Regions from separate parts of the Sus scrofa genome. Here region 2 is linked to region 1. Evidence: chromatin contacts called from public Hi-C data. All regions are on one chromosome and are shown on one strand. The core of a region is the stretch at or near the end of the contact, and the rest is flanking DNA. Distances in the headings are between cores, read along the strand shown.

The links. A called contact is a pair of places that touch in the nucleus more often than the background predicts.
Region 2: a contact with region 1 is called in a Hi-C map of skeletal muscle, with 7 times the contacts expected there. The contact joins two enhancer-like sites. A contact is called at or near these places in 4 of 47 Hi-C or Micro-C datasets (epiblast stem cells, psoas muscle and skeletal muscle) and 1 of 2 datasets of contacts at active chromatin or transcription factors (skeletal muscle).

Annotation. Positions count from the first base shown.
Region 1 is chr2:144,730,616-144,735,325 of Sscrofa11.1, forward strand. The region is part of intron 20 of ARHGAP26 (rho GTPase-activating protein 26); the gene reads left to right. Among named protein-coding and RNA genes, the nearest start is that of NR3C1, 200 kb to the right of the region's middle. Within about 2 kb of position 1,841, at least 3 of the 83 cell types and tissues checked have an H3K27ac peak or open chromatin away from gene starts, as enhancers often do. A contact at or near this core is called in skeletal muscle, where this site is marked.
Region 2 is chr2:144,571,516-144,576,225 of Sscrofa11.1, forward strand. All of the region lies in intron 12 of ARHGAP26 (rho GTPase-activating protein 26), which reads left to right. Among named protein-coding and RNA genes, the nearest start is that of ARHGAP26, 270 kb to the left of the region's middle. Within about 2 kb of position 2,741, at least 8 of the 83 cell types and tissues checked have an H3K27ac peak or open chromatin away from gene starts, as enhancers often do. A contact at or near this core is called in skeletal muscle, where this site is marked.

The DNA of each region.
Region 1 (4,710 bases), core at 591-3,090:
AAGCATAGGCATCCTTCCTATCTCTCCTTCCGAACAACCCCCCCCCAACTCCCACCCTCCCCACTCAGCCTGGGTTTTGTCCCCAGCTACCCTGGTGACACTGCTCTCACCGAGTCACCAGTGCACACACCCTTCTCAGCCCCCATTCTGCTTCATTCCCGGCAACACTCGGACATGGTCAGCAGCCCCCTCCATTTAAAGCCCTCTCTTGGCTTGTCTTTGGGGGGACCACACTCTCTGCCTCAGTCTCAGACCTCTGAGGGCTCCTTGGCTCTTGAGAGTTGTCATTTCTCAGGGTGTGGCTTTAAATCGTCTTCCTACTCTGAGGGGTCCCACCCTGGCTGTGGTTGCATCACCAGCATCATACCAGAGGTCTCCGTGTCCCAGATCTCCTGCCTCTTGTTGAGACCTGAGGTCCACCTGTCTGCTGAGCCCCAGCACCCAACCCTCCCTACCCCGCACCCAGCCCTGTTCCTCATCCGCACTTCCTGTTTCCATGCGTTTCTCCACTCGCCGTCTGGTGCCTGGAAACCTGGCCAGCTTCCTTTACCTCTTCATTGATCACCGATTTCTCATCAGTCTTCAGGACCTGTCACTTCTGCCTCTCTCAGCCCAGTCCCCTTGCCTCCCGCCCAGCCTCCCCACCCTCGCCCCAGCCCTGCCCTTCTGGTCTTCCTGACCCTTGGCCCGCCCCACCACCTCATTACCAATCCTGCAACCCTCGTGGCGATTCTAGAGTACACACTTGAACACAGTGCTCCCCTGCTTAAAACCCTTTTTCTTCTTTTTCTTTTTGGCCACCCCACGGCATATGGTGTTTCCAGGCTAGGGATCAGATTCAAGCCACAGCTGCGACTTATACTGAAGCTGCGGCAACACCAGATGCTTTAACCTAAGGTGCCGGGCTGGGGATCGAACCTGCGTCCTGGCACTGCAGAGACACTGCCAATGCCATTGTGCCACAGTGGGAACTCTCCCTGCTTAAAACTCTTGATGTTCCGGCCCCCGCCATTGTACCATAAACTCCAGAATCCGTACGGAGAGGTCCTGGGAGATACACCCCTGCCTGACTCTGTTTAAACCCTCTCCTCGGGCCCTCCTGAACTTGTCTCACTTCCGTAACCTGGGGCTCACCTGTGTCTTCTCACCTCCAGGGATCCCCGGGTCATCATTAGCTTTTCTTGCTTCTCCCTGCTCGCCCCTTCGCTCCCTCCTAGACCAGGTAGGGGAACCCCTGCATGTCAGGGAAGCACTTAACCCCAGGAGAGCACCATCCCAGCATCTCGGCATCCCCTGGTCACTTGTCTCGAGTTCTCTGTGATCCAGTGATGTCTTCCCCATTGTACCTGCTTAGCACCCAGGATGGTGCCTGGCACTTAATAATACACACTTGTTCTATGAATGAGTCAACACATCAAGTACACCGGAAAAGATGTCTAGGCAATCAATTTCACAAAAAAAAAAAAAAAAAAAAAAGAATTTGGGCCCCCACTTAGGAAATGACACTCATCTCTGAGGTTTTTTTTTGGGGGGGGGGCTGGTTTTTTGTTTTTGTTTTTTAATTTTTAAATCTCTGAACACCTCAAATATTTAGCCACGCTTCAGATTCAGGAAGTCGTCTTGAACCCTCCAGGGCCTTCTAGGTGCAGGTAGAATAAACTCTAAATGCTCCGGCCCAGCCCCCGTGACCTGGCCCTTGCTGATTGCCTTACCCTGACCCTTCTGACCTCGTGTCACACGGCTCTCCCTTGCCTGCCATGCTCCGGTGCTTACCCGTGTACAAACTGAGTTCATTCTCGCCGCAGCACCTGTTCCTGCTGCCTTAGAAGGATCTTCCCTGGTCCTCCCTTGCCCTGGCCTGCCCTGACCCTCTGACCCCTCCACCCATCCTTGTCTACCACAGCCCATTTTCTATCTTATTTTCTTCATAGCACTTTCCCTCTGAAGTCTTATCTTGCCTCATAACTCACTAATTTGTTGTCCGTCTCTCCTCAAGATGCTCTAAGCCCCATGAGAACAAGCATCATACTGTCTCGTATATAGCAGGATCCCCGGCACCCAGGAACAAAGCCTGACTCCGAAGCTGTTTCACACCTCTTGGTGAATCCACCTTAGTTTTAAAAAGAAAAGCTTGGGAGTTCCTATCGTGACTCAGTGGAAACGAATCTGACGAGTACTGTGAGGATGTAGGTTCAATCCCTGGCCTCGCTCAGTGGGTTAAGGAGCCAGCGTTGCCGTGAGGTGTGGTGTGGGTCGCCGACGTGGCTCAGATCCCACGTTACTGTGGCTGGGGTGTAGGTTGGCTGCTGCAGCTCCGATTCAATCCCTAGCCTGGGAATTTCCATGGGTGTGGCCCTAAAAAGCAAAAAGAAAGAAAGATAGAAAAGAGAAAGGAAAGAAGAAAAAAGAAAAGCTTGTTTAAGGACTAGGAATTCCTTTATCCTCAACTTGTCATTAGCACAGAAGTTGTGCAAGGTAATTTGTCACCTGCCTGAAGTCATTGGCCTAGGAAGTTCTCCACACGGCAACTGAGTTTTATGTACGCATCACGGAATCTGTCAGGCCAGAGTGTCCCGAAGTTTCCTAGAAAATAGAGACCAACCTTTTGCTGAATCTGGATGCTGGCCCGGCCGTGCCAGTGCTTAAGTAAATAGCCACTCTATCTTTAGCTGCTCCATTCTCAAATTCAGATCCTTTGTAAATAGCTATTTCCATAAATCATGTCAGGGGAACTATTTTTGCAGGGTAAGGCCCTTGCTTAATCACAGTCCACCTGATCCTTCAGAGCACGGGTCCCTTGGGAAGCTGATGCCGCCAGTTGCTGTGAGCGCAGACGGCCCTGCTCATCTAGCGTCAAGACTCCCTCAGAACCCAACCCATCAGCAGCAGGGTGGCTAGGTAGCTTTTAGAGTTCTTATGCATGCAGTCTGTCACACTGTTTCCATGCAGTCTGTCACACTGTTTCCTTCCCGAGAGTGGCCCCTTCGGGAAACTTGTGCTCTTCCTGGTGGCAACATAACCTCTCCAAACATGTCAGCACCACCCTTGTCCAAGAACTTCTGGAGATGAGGGCAGGAGGTGGGTTGGGGTAGGCCCAGCGTCTAAGACTCCCTGGGAGGTTGGTTTTCTGTGGTTTTCCAGAACACCACATCCGTCTGTCTGGGCGCTTCATCTGCTGGGTCTGTTGTGAGGACGGAGGAGAGCCAAGCCCTCCGTGACCTGCTGGTACCGAGCCCTGCGTCAGTGTTAACGCCTCCTGCTCTTCAGCTCAGCGACTGCTCTGGAAGGACACAAGGCCTGAGCTCTGGCACTAACACACCAGGACTTTGTCCCCACCCTGAGCAGTTGCAGAACACACCAGCAGTCTGTCTGTCCTCAGCTGGCGAGCAGCTTGCAGAACGAGTGGGCTCCAGGCAAGTCATTTCTTGAGTCTTCCCTGCCCACATATGCCGTGTGTTACCCAGAAAGCAGTGGCTGCACCCTCAGTGGAAATTCCCCCGGGCTTCCCTCACCCGCTCCTAGGAGCCCGGTGCAGGTCCCCGGGTACCAGCGCAAACCCTGAGGCTCCACCACAGTGGCCGAAGCAAGCCTCTCTCTGTGGTCCTTGTGAGCGGGCAGAGATTCTGAAGGGGCAGGTGGCAGAGGCACCTGGGAAGGGACTCCCTTTTCCTAGCTTCACGAGAATTGGGCTCCCCTGTTGTTGGTGTCTGTTCTGTCGCTTCCTCTCCCCATGGAAGCCACACCAGTTGACGTTCCCTTGGCCCCTGGGCAGAAACTCGGACCGTCCCACAAGGCGGTAAGGCACTGAGATTCTGCAAGTTCCACGGAGGGCAAAGGGTTAAGGGGAAACAGCGTGTGTGTGCACACGCCACTGGTCTGAATATTACATTGTCCATTTCAACAAATAAACCTTAGACCAGATCCGTCTGTCAAATACAGAGACAACATTGATCTTTCAGGAGGAATGTGCCAACTCCAAAATGCCAGCTGTCCCTTCTCCCCGTCCGGCGGTGGAGAAGGCTTCTTTTGAGCTATAGCTGAAATTCTCCTTATCGATATTTGAATGTCTCGCATTTCCTTTCTCGCTCCTTTAAAAGGATGCTTGAGGAACGTTCCCCGCTGAGTCCATGGAGGCTGGGGCAGGACATTTCACCTGCCAGAGTGTCTCTAGCATTGCAGCTGGGGGTGTGGTGGGGTGACTGCATGCACGTTTGTGCTCGTCGCGTTTGTCCCTGCTGTATGTAAACTCCTTCATTCCCTCGCCGTCATTCAGGGCTCGAGCTTGGCTGGCTGATGGATGGACGGGAGGAAGCCAGTAATTCTCAATTCAGGAGAAGCGCCTGGGCAAACCTCTTCTCCCTCCTCCCATCACCCCTTTGTTGAGAAACGCTGCAGTGGCTCAGAGCTGTTTCCTCTTCCAGCTCTCGCTTATTTGCAGGGACGATTTGAACCTAGAGGAGCTCAGCTCCATTTTGGACTTAGTGGCCTGAAGGGGCTCTCTTGAAAGAAGCAAACAAAATCCATATACCCAAGAGACCGAAGAAGGGGAGGTCCATGTGTGAGGCCAAATTGGCCCCCTGGAGGTGGGATTCTATAACAGCCTGATCTTTGCCGGGAATAGTGTGGAAATATGGGTCAGAAGTCTTCAGATGGGCTAACTATCCTTTGATTCAGTAATCGCACTCCTCGTATTTATCAGAAGGAAATAAT
Region 2 (4,710 bases), core at 1,491-3,990, 160 kb before region 1:
CTTGTGGGGTGTTTTGTTGTTGTTGTTGTTGTTTGTTTGTTTGTTTCATTTTGTTCATGGCTGCACCTGCAGCATATGGAAGTTCCTAGGCTAGGGGTCTGAATCGGAGCTGCAGCTTCCAGCCTACACCACAGCCACAGCCACACCGAATCCAAGCCACATCTGCGACCTACCCCACAGCTCACGGCAATGCCAGCTCCTTAACCCACTGAGCAAGGCCAGGGATTGACCCCACATCCTCACAGACATGGATTCTTAACCCGTGATCCACAACAGGAACTCCTACCTGTGTGGGTTTTTGTTTTTGTTTTTGTTTTGTTTTGTTAATTCTTTGATTATCGTTGATTTACATTATTCTGTCCTACCTGGGGTTTTCTGTCGTGTAAATGGTTGTAGTCCTTGTTGTGTTTCCCTGGAGGTTCTCACAGAGGGGGCATGGGCGCAGATGTCGCTGCGGTATTGTCGGGGTTTACCCTGGAGGAGAGTAGTGTCCGCTTCGTTGGAGGGAAGGTGCTCAGGTCGTGACCTAGAGCCGTCTCTCCGGGGCCTCCAGCCCCACGGGAAGAGTTCCCCCTTCCTGCTAACTCTGGCCATTATCCAACTCTCTCTCTTTTTTTTTTTTTGCCAGTCTAGTAGGTAGAAAAGGATAGCTCATCCTTGTCTTGATTTGTAGTTCTCTGATAATCAGTGAGTTTAAATATCTCTTCATAGGCCTGTTTACTGGGTGTCCGCTTCTATTTTCTGCCTCTTTGTGTCCTTTGCCCATTTTGCTATTGCCTGTTACCTCTTCTTCATTGCCGATTTGTAAAGTTCCTTGTGCTCTAGGATTCATTCCTTGTTAGTTGCAGCTATTTTAAATAGATGTTTCCGTGTTGCCATCTGACAATAGTATATGTGACCTCTTCCTCCCTTGATCATAAAGCCTTTTTAATCTTCGAAAACATTTCCCCGCTGGTTTATGATCGTCGAGCTGTGTTTTAAAGAAGGCCTCTTGGTCTGACCCATGGCACAAAGCTCTGCACCCACATTTTCTTTGGTTGGCTTCATGATTTTTGTCTTTCACAGGTAGGTTTCGAATCCATCTGATACCTACCACCATATATGGTGTTTCATGAAGATTCAGCTTTATTTTTATCCACGTGGAAAGCCGGTTTTCCCAATAACATCTTGGAAACGGCCATTTCTCCCCCTCTGTGACCTGTGATAGCGGCTGTAGTGTGTGCTAGGTTTGCATGTGTGAGCTCCGCCCCTGAGTTCTTTATGCCCTTGGTCTGTCAGTTCTTGTGATCATACCTCTCTAGTTTTAATATGATGACTTTGGGGTGAGTCTTAATATCTGGTCATTGGTTTCCTCTGTTGATTCCCCTTAAGGGTTGACGTAGCTGCTTATGGACCTTTACCCATCTCTATAAAGTAAGTTTGAGACGTGTCTCAAAAACTTCAATTTTTCACGTAGGATTGCACCGAACTGTACAGACTCACCTGTGGAACATGGACACCTGTGGACTCCTCACTCACCTCCTCCAAGGGCTTGGAATGCCCTTCCGTCTCATCACACCTTTATTAGAGTTTTGGTTTTCTGCCGAGAGGCTCTTCTGTGTTCTTGGTTGCGTTAATCCCTAAGTACGCAATTCAAAAACCAGTCTGCTGTTTTTGCCAGTCCTGCAATGGCCTCTTGACCGTGGATTCTGCCCTCAGGAACCTTCCCTAGATTTGTTCCTGGATTGTCAGCAACATACAGTGATGCTGAGTTTTCTCTGGTTGGTCAGATTCTTACCCAGCAGTGGAGCGAAGGCCGAGATGGGAGTTTGGGTAGCGGAGAGGAAGGAAGTCTGCTTTGTTGCTCCCGAAGCTTTTCTACTGAGCAGGCGATCTCTCCTGTGTCAGTCACGGAGACGGCAAAACGATGGTCATTGGTTTTCCCTCTCTTGTTAAAAAGAACAAGGAGTTCTGTTGTGGCGCAATGGTTAACGAATCCGACTCGGAACCATGAGGTTGCGGGTTCGATCCCTGGCCTCGCTCAGTGGGTTAAGGATCTGGCGTTGCTGTGAGCTGTGGTGTAGGGTGCAGATGCAGCTCGGATCCTGCGTTGCTGTGGCTCTGGCGTAGGCTGGTGGCTACAGCTCTGATTCGACCCCTAGCCTGGGAACCTCCATATGCCACGGGAGCAGCTCAAGAAAAGGCAAAAAAGACAAAAAATTAAATTAAATTAAAATTAAGAAATAATAAAAAGAATGAGACTCTGCCTGGGCAGGAACCCCTCCTCTTCCCATCTTACCCTTTGCCACCTTAATGCAGATCTCGAGTCTGTGCGTCCTGTTCCCGGCTTTATGTTTGGCTGCAGGTGTGAGATTTGCTCCCCAAAGGCGTTATGCGAATGGGCGCATTCTCATTTTGAAATGAGTCAGAAGCAGGAGGGGGAGCCAGGAGGGGCCTGTCCTCAGCCCAGGCCGCTCTTGTGCTGTAGTCCCACCTGAGGGCAGCTGGAAACTCGGGACCTTGTTAGAGAGGATACACAGTCCAGCGCTAGAGAGCAGGGGAAAGGCAGGCTTTCTTTGTGACTTTCGCTTTACCAGGTTTGAAGTTTTAAATGATAAACGTCTCTGCCTACTTAGCTCTAAAAAGATTAGCTTGTTTACAGAAAGGCTGCTCTCCCGCTGCTCTGCCAGCTGTGTGGAGGTGGCAGACTGGGCAGAGAGAGGCGATCTAATCTTGGCTTCTCGTGCTTTCCGTAATGGGAGTGTTCGCTCCAGTCATTGGTCAGTCGGGTCATTTCTGAGGACCAAGCTCGAGGTGCCCTAAAGTGGCCTTCTTGGGACTTCCCGCCCCAGCTGGCTCTTCAAAGGGACATCACCCTTTTTTCTGCTTCCCATTCTTGTTGGACGTGTTGCTGTGTGTTCTGACCTCAGCCTTTCACTAGACTTAATTGCCGGAGGCCAGGCTTCATTCAGTTAATACCTCTTGGAATTCTTAAGGACCCGTGGCCCTGGGTGACACGAGCACTGAGGGCCGAGGACACCCACCAGCGCAACATGTGCCTCTGCTTTCTGGAGTAAATTGAGACCCCTGGGAGGTGATAGACAGATGGCCCATCCCGTGCGTGTGGGTGTGTAATCTCTACACTGTCTGTGGATGCACTAGGCTGCAGACAGGTGCCCACAGCCGAGCTGGATGGGTTTCCAGCTGGACTTCCTCAGGTGCCCGCCTCTTTGCTTCCCAGTCAACGTCCCTTCGTCCCTCCCAGTTTGTCTTTAACCCAAGAATCCTTTGCATCCATAGAATGCTCAAGAACCCACCACAGGTGCCCGCTCGTCATTCACACCGGAGGCAGGAAGAAGAGCAGTGACCGGAGAAAGACTTGCAAAGTTGGAACTAGGATCTGGTTATCTGCAGGGTGTAGACGTGAAATGAACCTCATTCCTAAGAGGTTGAACAGCTTGTGTTTTTGCTTATTATAAAAATAATTTGGGAGTTGCCGTCGTGGCACAGTGGAAGCGAATCCGACTAGTGTCCTTGCGGATGTGGGTTTGATCCCTGGCCACACTCAGTGGGTTAAGGATCTGGCATTGCCGTGAGCTGTGGTGTCTGTCACAGACCTGGCTCGGGCCTGGCGTTGCTGTGGCTGTGGTGTAGGCTGGAAGCTACAGCTCCAGTTCGACCCCTAGCCTGGGAACCTCCATCTGCCACCAGTGTGGCCCTTAAAAAAAAAAAAAAAAAATGAACTCACTGTGGAATATTAAGAGAATACAGCAGTGGATTTCAAAAATCCAATAAAACTAAACTGTAATATCATCCCGGAGATATTTCTTCCTTTGCCTTTTTCTCGTGATGTCTCATGTGTATTTTGTCAGTTTGACTTAACTGGCCTTATACTGAATATCCTTGTTGGCATTCTGCTTGTAAAAATTTACATGAAGAGTCCCCTTGTAGCTCAGCAGATGAAGGATCTGGCGTTGTCACTGCTATGGCTCTGGTCACGTCTGTGGCCCAGGTTGGATTGCTGGCTTGGGAACTTCTGCATGCTGCGCGTGTGGCCCACATAAATAAATAATTAATGAAAAGGTACACAGATTTTTCTAGAAGGCGAAAATGGTTTCTAAATGCCATGTGTAATGATGGTTGGGCGTTGTCCTAAGAGTCTATCCTGGTGTGTTGAACCAGCTCCTGTCATTGGTCTCGAATGTCCTTGCCAGACTTTTGCTTTAGGGAGCACCGTCAGGCTGAGCATCCTTGGGTGCCCGTCTTTGACTGAATTGCAGGTCATTTCCCGAGCGTGGGTCCTGCCGGCTGGACCGGGAGAGCCGTGTGGGTGACCCTCCAGGCCCGCCGGCCGTGGGACCGTGGCTCAGAGCTGGGCCTGCAAGCCTCTGTTTCCTTATCTGTAAAGTGGGGATAAATCAGAGCCCCTCCCTGAGAGCCTTGACGTGAGGATTAGAGCCCAGCATGTGGCGGGGGAGCGAACAGGCGCCTCGTTACTGTGCTTCTTACTGTCCTCGTGATCTGGTCACGCCAGCCCCTCCCCTTTCAGGTGTGGAGAGGAGAGAGCTCGCTGGGTTGGCAGGACTGCCTCCGAGGGGACAGGAGAGCAGAAGGCAGCAGCCTGCAACCCCTGCGGTTCCGGGCTTGTCGCCTTTGGTTAGTTCATCAAATCCTCAGGACCGCAGTGCTCAGAGTGGGGTGTGCGCATTGCATTTTGGATGGGTCCAGACG